Regions from separate parts of the Sus scrofa genome. Here region 1 is linked to region 2. The links are chromatin contacts, called in public HiChIP or PLAC-seq maps. All regions are on one chromosome and are shown on one strand. The core of a region is the stretch at or near the end of the contact, and the rest is flanking DNA. Distances in the headings are between cores, read along the strand shown. Region 1 has its middle 88 kb from the start of BTG1. Region 2 overlaps LOC110260821 (a long non-coding RNA gene).

Region 1 (4,534 bases), core at 994-3,493, 460 kb before region 2:
AAAAGGGAAATGGGATTCTCCCAGGGCTCAAGGTTGTAAGAGTGGAAAGAAAAAAAAATTTTTTTAAACACTTAAAATTAGAAGATAGGAGTTCCTGTCGTGGCACAGTGGTCAACAAATCTGACTAGGAACCATGAGGTTGCGGGTTCGGTCCCTGCCCTTGCTCAGTGGGTTAACGATCCGGCGTTGCCGTGAGCTGTGGTGTAGGTTGCAGACGCAGCTTGGATCCCGCATTGCTGTGGCTGTGGTGTAGGCTGGTGGCTACAGCTCTGATTAGACCCCTAGCCTGGGAATATCCATATGCCATGGGAGCGGCCCAAGAAATAGCAAAAAAGACAAAAAAAAAAAATTAGAAGATAAATGTAAATCAACACCTCCATTCCCAACATAGGAAAAATGTTAAGCTTAATGTGTCCCAGAAAGCAAAATCTAAAAGTTCATATTTTAAAATACCCATGCAGGGCATTAATTTTAAGGTAATTAGGAATAGCTATTTTCTATTTGTCAGAAATCAAATATGTGCACTCTGAATAAAGACTTTGTTACCGAACCCATAAATAGCCATGAAATATGAAATTTGCTGTTCATATTATGTAGCACTTTAAAATCTAGTGGGTCTTAAGAGAAAATATAAAAGTGGAAAACTGGATTTTTAAAAGAAGCTATTTCCCCCCTCCCCCATGCAACCTCTCTTCCCATCCCCAGGTAGTCACTCAAGAAAATAAAATACTTTAAAACAAAGAACAGGAGTTCCCATTGTGGCTCAGCAGTAGTGAACTGACTAGTGTCCATGAGGATGCAGGTTTGATCCCTGGCCTCAGTAGTGGATTACGGATCCAGTGTTGCTGTGAGCTGTGGTGGAGGTCGTGGTGGACACAGCTCAGCTCTGGCGTGGCTGTGGCTGTGGCACAGGCTGGCAGCTGCAGCTCCAATTCAACCCCTAGCCCCCTAGCCTGGGAACTTCCCTATGCTGTGGGGAAAAAAAAAAAAAAAATCTATAAATAAATAAAACAAAGAACAAATTAGAAATTGCATCCACTGTCATATTCTGGCTTTGTTTCTACCCGCCCTTTCTTTCTTTCTTTCTTTCATTCAACAAGGATTCATAGAACTTCCCTTTGACTAAGCACTGGAATAGAAAATAAAAGATGAGTAAGTTACACATAGCCCCCACCCAGAGCTGCTCATCTCTTAGTGAGAGTGACACACATAAACAAATACTTATGCTCTAAGGGCTACATAAAGACACAGCCTTATTGGAGCCCAAAATGCTGAGCTGTCTAGCATTGGGGGATTTGAAACAGTCTTTGCAGGGGAGGTGACATTTAACCTGCGTCTTAAAATATGAGTAAGAGTTGGCTAGGTGGCAGGATGGGAGTTGCGTGTGTATTTCAGAGAGGATGAAGCATTTGCTTTGACTGAAGCAGAGTGTGCACAGGGATGGATGGAGAGGTGGTGGAAGAGGCAAGGTAGGGGCCAGCCTTTCATGGCCCATATTCCATGCTGAGGTTTTCCAACCTTACTGCACGTGCAATGGAAAGCCACCAGAGATTCCTAACAAAGAAAGATTTTCAGGGCGTTCCCATGGTGGCACAATAAAAATGAATCTGACTAGTATCCATGAGGATGTGGGTTCGATCCCTGGCCTTGCTCAATTGGTTAAGGATCTGGTGTTGCCATGAGCTGAGGTATAGGCTACATACAAGGCTAGGATCCCGGGTTACGGTGGTTGTGGCGTAGGCCAGCGGCTGCAGCTCCTATTTGAGCCCTAGCCCGGGAACTTCCATATGCCGCAGGTGCTGCCCTAAAAAACAAACAAACAAACAAACAAACAAACATAAAAGATTTTCATACAAATGAGGTGGCACCACAGAGGAAAGATGAGAAGGTCCAGTTAGAGCGAGTACGTTACATGGCTCCACTCAATGACACCTGCTCCCTAACCAGGCCAAGCCGAGTTTCCGTACAAGGTGGATCTCATAAGTTACGTATCCTCTGTTTGTAATCACTATCCCATTCGTCTTTATTTATCTCCTCCTATCAGTCAGTCAATCAATCATTTCATCATTCAACAGACATTCGCTGAGCCCTTCTAAAATGTCAGGCACTGTGTGGGGCTGGCAATTAGCAGCACCTTCGAAGGACAGTGCTGAACGAACCGTGGCAAAGCTTACAGTCTAGCAGGGCTGACGGATCTGTTTAAATAGAAGCAACCGCAGGATGTGCAATGAGAACGATGGTGGGAAGTGATGGGGGTTTCCCTGAGGAAGTGACGGCGAGCTTGTGACCTGAAGGATGAGTAAGTCTAGCCAAAGCCCATGCGTTGGAGTAGAAGGGGGAAGAGGCAGACAGAGCTCAGCAAATGGGAAAGAGCCAAAGGCAGGAGAAAGCACGGCACCTGGGAGGAAGTGAAAGGCAGTCCCCCTGCCTGGAAATTCCACCAAGCTGGAGAGATGGGCTGTTCTCCAGCCTCACCACATACACACTGACCCCTCTGCGGGACTGTGGGAGCGGAGGTACATGCGTGTGTGAGGAGGGTTTTGAGGAGGCTCATCATTTCACGCCACTGTATTCACCTAGTGCTCAGGCAGGAGCTCTTATCTACATTTGCTGCTCATCTGCATCTTTAGAAATGGAAAACCGGAGGACAGAGAAAGATCTTAGAAACCATCCAGAACGGCACTTCTCAAGGTGTGCCCTGTGGACCGACCATGGCGTCCCTGAAGATGAGACCAGAAACCTGCCTTTTTTCATAAGCATCTTAGGGGATTCTTCAGTACCATCAAGATGGAAAACCACCAGGCCAGCTCAGCTGCCCCCATTTCCAAGTGAGCACATGAAGGAGTGAAGTACCGCCTTGTCCAAGGCGGCATCTTAACCTCAGCACGCCTGACATGTTGGACCACGTAATCCTTTGTTGTTGGGGGCTGTCCTAGGCCCTGTGGGACAGTTAGGAGCATCCCTGGCCATTATCAACCAGATGCCACCAACAGCCCTGCCGCTGCATCAACCAAAAATGTCTCCAGCCAGAGCCAACCATTCACTGGGGGACAAAGGCACCCTTGATTGAGATCCACTGTGCCAAGTCATCAGAGGCAGAGGCAGAGGCAGAGGCAGGGCAGTACTCAAGAGTCTGGATTCACAGCCCAGCCACCTTCCTGTGTCTACTGGATCCTCTTTGGCTGTGAGAAGCGGAGGAGAGGCCGGGTGCCCTGGGCCATCAACGCCAGGGGGTTAGCGCAGAGCTGAGGCCAGCACAGAGGACAGCATTGCTTTCTTCCGGGAAGCTGGGACATTACTTCTGGCTTTTTCCACGATTTCTTGTGAAGTTAGTCATTGCTATTTCTATTTCTCCACCTGTTTAAACCTGGATCTTCCAGGAGAACTGGCAGGATTTGGGTTGGCAACATCTTGGAAACCCACACAGAAAGGTGCCATCCAAAAAGCTTTTTTAACTGAGACTGATTTAAAGGTAGCCCTGTGTAGGAACCAAGAGTGTCGTGTTCTAATTTTAGCACTGTGCCAGGAAGAGGAGTGTGGTGGTGAGCAGTGGAAAAGGGAGCAGGAAATGCTGCTGCTGGTTCCCAGCTCCATTCCAAACTACCTTTGTGGTCTTTTGCAAATCACTTTGGCTTTCTGGTCTAGGAGACATTTCCTGTCAGATAAAGGCATGAAAATAGGTCACTACATCTAGGCTTGGACTCACCCTGAGCCCTCTGCCCAAGAGGACCTACCACTGGTCCTTCCAAACCCAAACTCTACCTTGTCTCCAAAATCCAGCTCAGCCATGATTCTTCATTTTCTTTAGCTACAATGCTGTTGTGGTTCCTCGTTCTCAAGGGAGGCACATGATTCAAGAATCAAGTGCCATGATATCTGTAACTTACTCTCAAATGCTTCTGAAAAATATATAATATGTATATGTATATATGTACATATTTTTAACACATGGGGGAAAGCAAATATACCAAGATATTACTAAACGTTGAATTTCACTGAAGGGTATATGGGCATTCACTGTATAACTCTTCCCTTTTTCTGCCTGTTTTAAATTTTTCAAAATCAAATGTTGGAGAGAGAAACAATTCTAATTCTATCTACTCCACAAAGCCTTTCCTGAATTAGCTGAAATAATTCCTCTGAATTCCCAGAGCACTTATGTACGCTGTGTTTATCACTTTCCACGTTGTATTGTAGTTAAGTACTCACATAGTGGGTCATAAAACTGCTAAACGCAATACTCAGCTATGCAGAGAACATTTGTGCCAAAACTGCTCTTTATTTAGGCTACAGCTCCTCTGTTCTTCCTCAGGAGACCCTGTGCTCTTGCAAGCAGGGGTGGGGGGAAAGTAAAATTTAGTCCAGTCTTGTTATCTCAGATTGATCATAGAAAGTAAACAGTCACTTTATTTATTTATTTATTTTTGGCCATGACTGCTGCATGCAGAATTCCCCAACCAGGGATCGAACCCACGCCATAGCAGTGACCTGTGCTGCTGCAGGGACAACACTGGATCCTTAACCCACAAGCGGT
Region 2 (5,279 bases), core at 2,022-4,521:
GGGAGAGTGACACGGAAAGATAGGAGATGTGACTCCATCTAAAGTGATGAAGGGAGGGAGCACTTACACCCCCAAATGCAGAGAGGCTGCGGAGAGGGCCCTCATGGAAACACCAAAGGAGGGATGAGGCCATCCTGAGGCCCCTCCAACCAATTCTTCTCCCTCCCTGAGCTGCTCCCATTTGCTGGATCCAACCCAGAGGGTAGATACAGATGTGGTTCATATAGGTCAGCCTCTCATGACACAGATCTGGATGGAGAAGGGGGGAGATTGGATCCAGAGGAACAAATGGAAACTAACCAGACTGGTCTCATTTCAGATTTTCCCTTCATTCATCCACTCATTCACGATGTTTCCATCTCTTCATTCAGCAAATGTCTATCAAGCACAGTGTCAGGGACTAACTGAGCCCTAGGGATACAACCAGAAAAAGAAAATCAGTGTTCCTACCCCCTCATCTCATGCCGCATTCCAGAGCGGCAGGCAGGCAATAAACACGTTAACCAGGAAAATAACTGCAGGTCACAATGTGTTCCAGGAGCCATGTGCTGGGACAGGGAAGAGCAGGGGACTTGCTTCTGGGGAAATGGCCCTGGATGGTGTCCCTGAGGAGGTAAGATCTGAAGAGTGAGAAGGGGATCAACTATGTGAACAGATAGGAAAGAAGGTTCCAGAAAAAAAGAGTAAGTGCAGGGGCTTTGAAGGTGTCATGCTTATGATGATCCAGGACAAAAGCAGCTGCTGTGGCTGGTGATGGTGAAGCAAGAAATGGGCTCGGGGAGGTGGGTCGGAATTGCCTCCTGCCAGGCTCTACAGCTGAGCTAAGGAACTTGGGCAACGACCTGTCCTTGAAGCTGGCTGGTGCCACAAAAATGACGGCTTTTGTGAGTCTTGCCTCCGTGCCTTTGCATATGCAGTTTCCCCACCTTAAAACTCACCCTCTCTCGTCTATTCAACAGTGATTCATCCTTTGACCCAGTCTGTATATCATTTCCTGTCTGAAGCTTCCTTGGTCCCCTCAGGCTCAGTCATTTCCTCTTCTGTGGCCCCCTTAGCACTTTGCAGCCTCTCACTGCCTTGTCACTTCTTGTTTACTGATGCCCTTCTTTCAGACAGTGAGCTCTTCAGACAGGAGGTAAGACCATTCCTCGCTTATTTTCATCCCCGCCCTACCCCACCCCTCACCACCCAGACCTCTAAGGGCTGAAACCATTTCTCACAGGTTTCTGTCCTCACCCTCCTCTCCCTGCCGCCCTAGTTCACTCAGCTTGGGGTGTGCCATGTTCATTACACTCAATAATGCACATCGAATGAATCAAGTCACAGAAAATAGACCTTCCACCAACTCCGGTCTCTAACAAACAAAGCCAGCCCAGAAGAGGCTCTTAGTGCTTGGCCATGGATGTCTTAGAGCATCCTGAACAAAGAAAGTGAGATGGCTGCTGAAATCCACTAAAACAATTACAAGGGGGTTTTGTTCATCTTTTAATAGAGCAAAGATATTTAATTACATTTTTAATAAACTATTTGAATTAAACATTTAACAAGTCATAGGGTAAATTAGGGAAGTTGAATAAGTCTGCCACAAATTTTTCAAGCTCACTTTGTCCAACAAAGTAAGTTCAGTGTCTTTCTTATAAAGTTAACTTTTGTGTCCACAAAGCTTAGGACATAGCAAATGCTTACTGAATGAGTACATGAAAAAACATGAGGAGTTGCCATCATGGCTCAGTGGTTAACGAATCCGACTAGGAACCATGAGGTTGCAGGTTCGATCCCTGGCCTTGCGTAGGCGTTGCTGTGAGCTATGGTGTAGGTTGCAGATGCAGCTTGGATCTGGTGTTGCTCTGTGGCTGTGGCGTAGGCCAGTGGCTACAGCTCCAATTAGACCCCTAGCCTGGGAACCTCCATATGCTGCAGGTGCAGCCCTAGAAAAGACAGAAAGACCAAAAAAAGAGATATGCCCTACCTAGACTATCTCCAATATCAGTGATGACTCTTAATTATGGTTAGTGTGTAAACTGGTTATCTCTGACTGTGTAACAAATCATTCCAAAATGTAACTGCTTCTGGAAGTTCCTGCTGTGGCTCAGGGGTTAACAAACCCAACTAGCATCCATGAGGACATGGGTTTGATCCCTGGCCTTGCTCAGTGGGTCAAGGATCCAGCGTTGCCATGAGCTGTGGTGTATGTTGCAGACACAGCTCGGATCCTGCGTTGCTGTGGCTCTGGCATAAGCTGGCAGCCACAGCTCCAACTGGACCCCTAGCCTGGGAACCTCCATATGCCGCAGGTATGGCCCCAAAAAAGACAAAAAAAAAAAAAATGTAACTGCTTCAAACAACACTTATCATGTCACAGTTTGAAACAATTAGAAGTTTGATGTGTATCTGAGTTTAGAGAATAATAGGTAATATTTATTAAGCACTAACTCTATGCCAGACTATTTCAGCAGCTGTATGTATTTATTTGTTTAATCTTCAGAACACCCTGTGGTGGTTACTCGTATTAACCTACCCTACAAATGCAAAAAAATGGGCATCGTGAGGTTGCCTAACTCAATGAAGGTCATACGGCCAATAAAAAGCAGGCCTGGGATTCAGACCCAGGCAGTCCAGCTCCAGAGGCCAAACTCCTAACCTCTAACAGACTGCTTACAAAGATAGGAAAAATAACAACAATCTACTCTTTGAAGATGAAGCTAATACAGTGAAGGCTCCCCCTCTCATCACTGTCATATATAGGTTACTTCATCTCCCCAAGACAGATGATTAGATTTGCAGAGACCTATCGTCCCAATGAGCATGACGGCTGCCCGTATTTGATGGTGAAATCAGTGGCCATGGGTCTGGTTTTCACGAATTAGCTCAAAGGAGTTCCAACCTATAACCTTAATAGTATTTGAACCAATGGACCAAACTGAATCTTATTCCATGTAAAAGATAAAGGATGCATTCATTAATGTAAAAACTGCAACCAGATCTACTGATAAAATGCCTAAACTCCTAGGAGGAAACAGTACCTACCCTCTCAGACCAAACAAAGACTAAAGGTGCTGGCAAGCCATTTAAAAAAGCCAATCTCCTATAAATGAGGGTCTTTATTCCTACCCTTCCCCTCCAAGAAACAGGAAAATCTCTCTCTCTCATTCTCACGGATATTTTGCACTAGAGGAAGCAAGTGCATGTTTTTTCGATCAAACCAAACAGGGTGGTAGGAACAATGGGTCTTGAGCAAGGAGGACTGAGTTCACGCCGCCAACTTGCTGACTCACTGACACAGCTCTTCACCACTCCTGGCAGCAACTTCCTCATTACAATAGCAAAAAATAACGAGAAATTCCCTGAGTGTAAAAAATCGACGATCCCTAGAAATGCATATACAATTGCCACTTCTTTTATTCAGGTGATAGATGCTATCATGCTTTGTAAGAGTCTGCTTATTAGCTACACAAGATTAAAAAATCTCACAAAACAGGATATGAGAATGTATCATTTATCAGAGGCCAGAGACAATGTCAGTTCTGAGAAAGACAGCAGCATTCAAAAACCCAAGACCTGCAGAGAGTTTCTCATTACTCTACTCTGTCACATGGCAGGGGAGTACAATACTAGATGACAACACAGATTCCACCTCCCTGCCCCCCTCCCACTACGTATTGGTCATGGAACTGGGGAGGGGGGCCCTGGTCACAAGGGACGTCTGAGAGCAGCAGCTGCTGAGGAAGTCAGAGCCCATCTTCCTACTTCGACTCATGGATATATGGAGCCAAATATGTTTTTGTTTAAGTTTTGTTATGAGAACTGCAGTGACGGGGATGAAGTCTATTAAGTAATAGGGAAAGAAGAATATGAGAAATAGAACCCTGCTGACATGACAAGTAGGAAGGGTTAGAGGCGGCTCGGGAAACGGGGATCACCACTGAGACTCCACGTCTGACGTAAGGGAAACATCAGTGCCCAGGGAGCGGGTGTACCTCGTACCTAACTGAACGATTCTAGGTAAGTCATCCTACCCCCTGTTTATGAAATGAGGAGGTTTTCTAACCGAGTCCTTAGCACAGTGGTGTCTCATGGAAAAACCAGGTGGGTGGAGAGAGACACAAACCCACGAGGGTCCTGCTCTCAACTCCCCACTTCCTCTTCCGACACAACCACTTTTGCTTTTCCCTGTTTTACACTGAAGTTGAACAAAAAAAAAAAAAAAAAAAAAAAAAAAAAAGTTTATTTTTTAACTTGTGCTATTTTAAAGAATAAAGTGTTTGAAAACACCTAGGCTGGATGACCTCAAACATTTCCAACTCTTTCCATGAGTCTACCCACATATTAACAAATAAGCAGGCATTCACTTGCTATCTCAATTCGTTTTCACACTCCTAGCAAACATCTCAGGGTAAATTCACAGCCATTCTTTGAATCTGACCTGTTTTTCCTCTTGTTCAGCTGTGGATTCTGCAGTTCCTTGACAAACACTTCTAAGTTATAAAAATCACCATCTCTCTCCACTAGAAAATGAAGTTGTCCACCACGTCTTCTGGCCATAAAACTGATGTGACTTTTTCTATCAACTTCCTCAACTCATTATTCCCCTTCTGCTTCACCACGTTCATAATGATGATGGTTATTATTCATGAGGGCATGGCAGAATCCCTGGGTGAGCATCCCTACCACCACACCTCAGCCTTTCCATCTCCGCTACCTGAGCAGAGCTTGGCAGCACCCTTCCCCATGGTCCGTCAAAATGTTGCCACTCTCTGATGAGTCCAGACTAGTCTTCTGTTTCCTTGGCAACCCAAAATACTTCACACAGTTAACAGAATCTTCTTTTGGGTAGGAAAGCAAAAGGCCTCCACGTGCTGGGAAAAGTTCAGATACGGGAGAAGAGACGATAAAGCCAAATTAAAGTAAAATGAGTAAACAGCAAAACAGTCTTCGTGCCTAGAATAAAATGAGAGACACTGGGAAGGGCCCACCATGCCACCAGGTGCAGCCATATAGTTCGACTCCATGGCAGTTAGGCCAGTCAGACCCACAAAACCTGCCCAGTCTTCATGAGGTTGTTTTCTTATGCCTAATGGATCCCAGAGCCCAACTGTGTCGACATCCCAGAGGGCATCTGAGTTTTTATCAGGCAGCTTTGGTTCCAGTATCATGGTCAGAGGAAGAAAGAGTAGCAACACTGTGTTCCAGTTTCTGGAATCTGTTCCAAGTTCTGATTACACAGACGGCTCCCTTCAAAGGTTAGTGCTTGTTCCATTTTGCAGTTTGGGGAATGACAT

Evidence for each region. HiChIP or PLAC-seq counts read pairs in DNA pulled down with a chosen protein or histone mark.
Region 1: an H3K27ac HiChIP or PLAC-seq map of alveolar macrophages shows a contact between it and region 2. The contact joins two enhancer-like sites. A contact is called at or near these places in 1 of 47 Hi-C or Micro-C datasets (fetal liver) and 1 of 2 datasets of contacts at active chromatin or transcription factors (alveolar macrophages).

The regions. Positions count from the first base shown.
Region 1 is chr5:90,900,685-90,905,218 of Sscrofa11.1, reverse strand. No RefSeq gene overlaps it. Among named protein-coding and RNA genes, the nearest start is that of BTG1, 88 kb to the right of the region's middle. Within about 2 kb of position 2,243, at least 19 of the 83 cell types and tissues checked have an H3K27ac peak or open chromatin away from gene starts, as enhancers often do. A contact at or near this core is called in alveolar macrophages, where this site is marked.
Region 2 is chr5:90,436,698-90,441,976 of Sscrofa11.1, reverse strand. It overlaps LOC110260821 (a long non-coding RNA gene), which reads right to left. Exons shown (of 3, transcript XR_002344330.1): 1 at 4,424-5,279. Among named protein-coding and RNA genes, the nearest start is that of PLEKHG7, 130 kb to the right of the region's middle. Within about 2 kb of position 3,271, at least 20 of the 83 cell types and tissues checked have an H3K27ac peak or open chromatin away from gene starts, as enhancers often do. A contact at or near this core is called in alveolar macrophages, where this site is marked.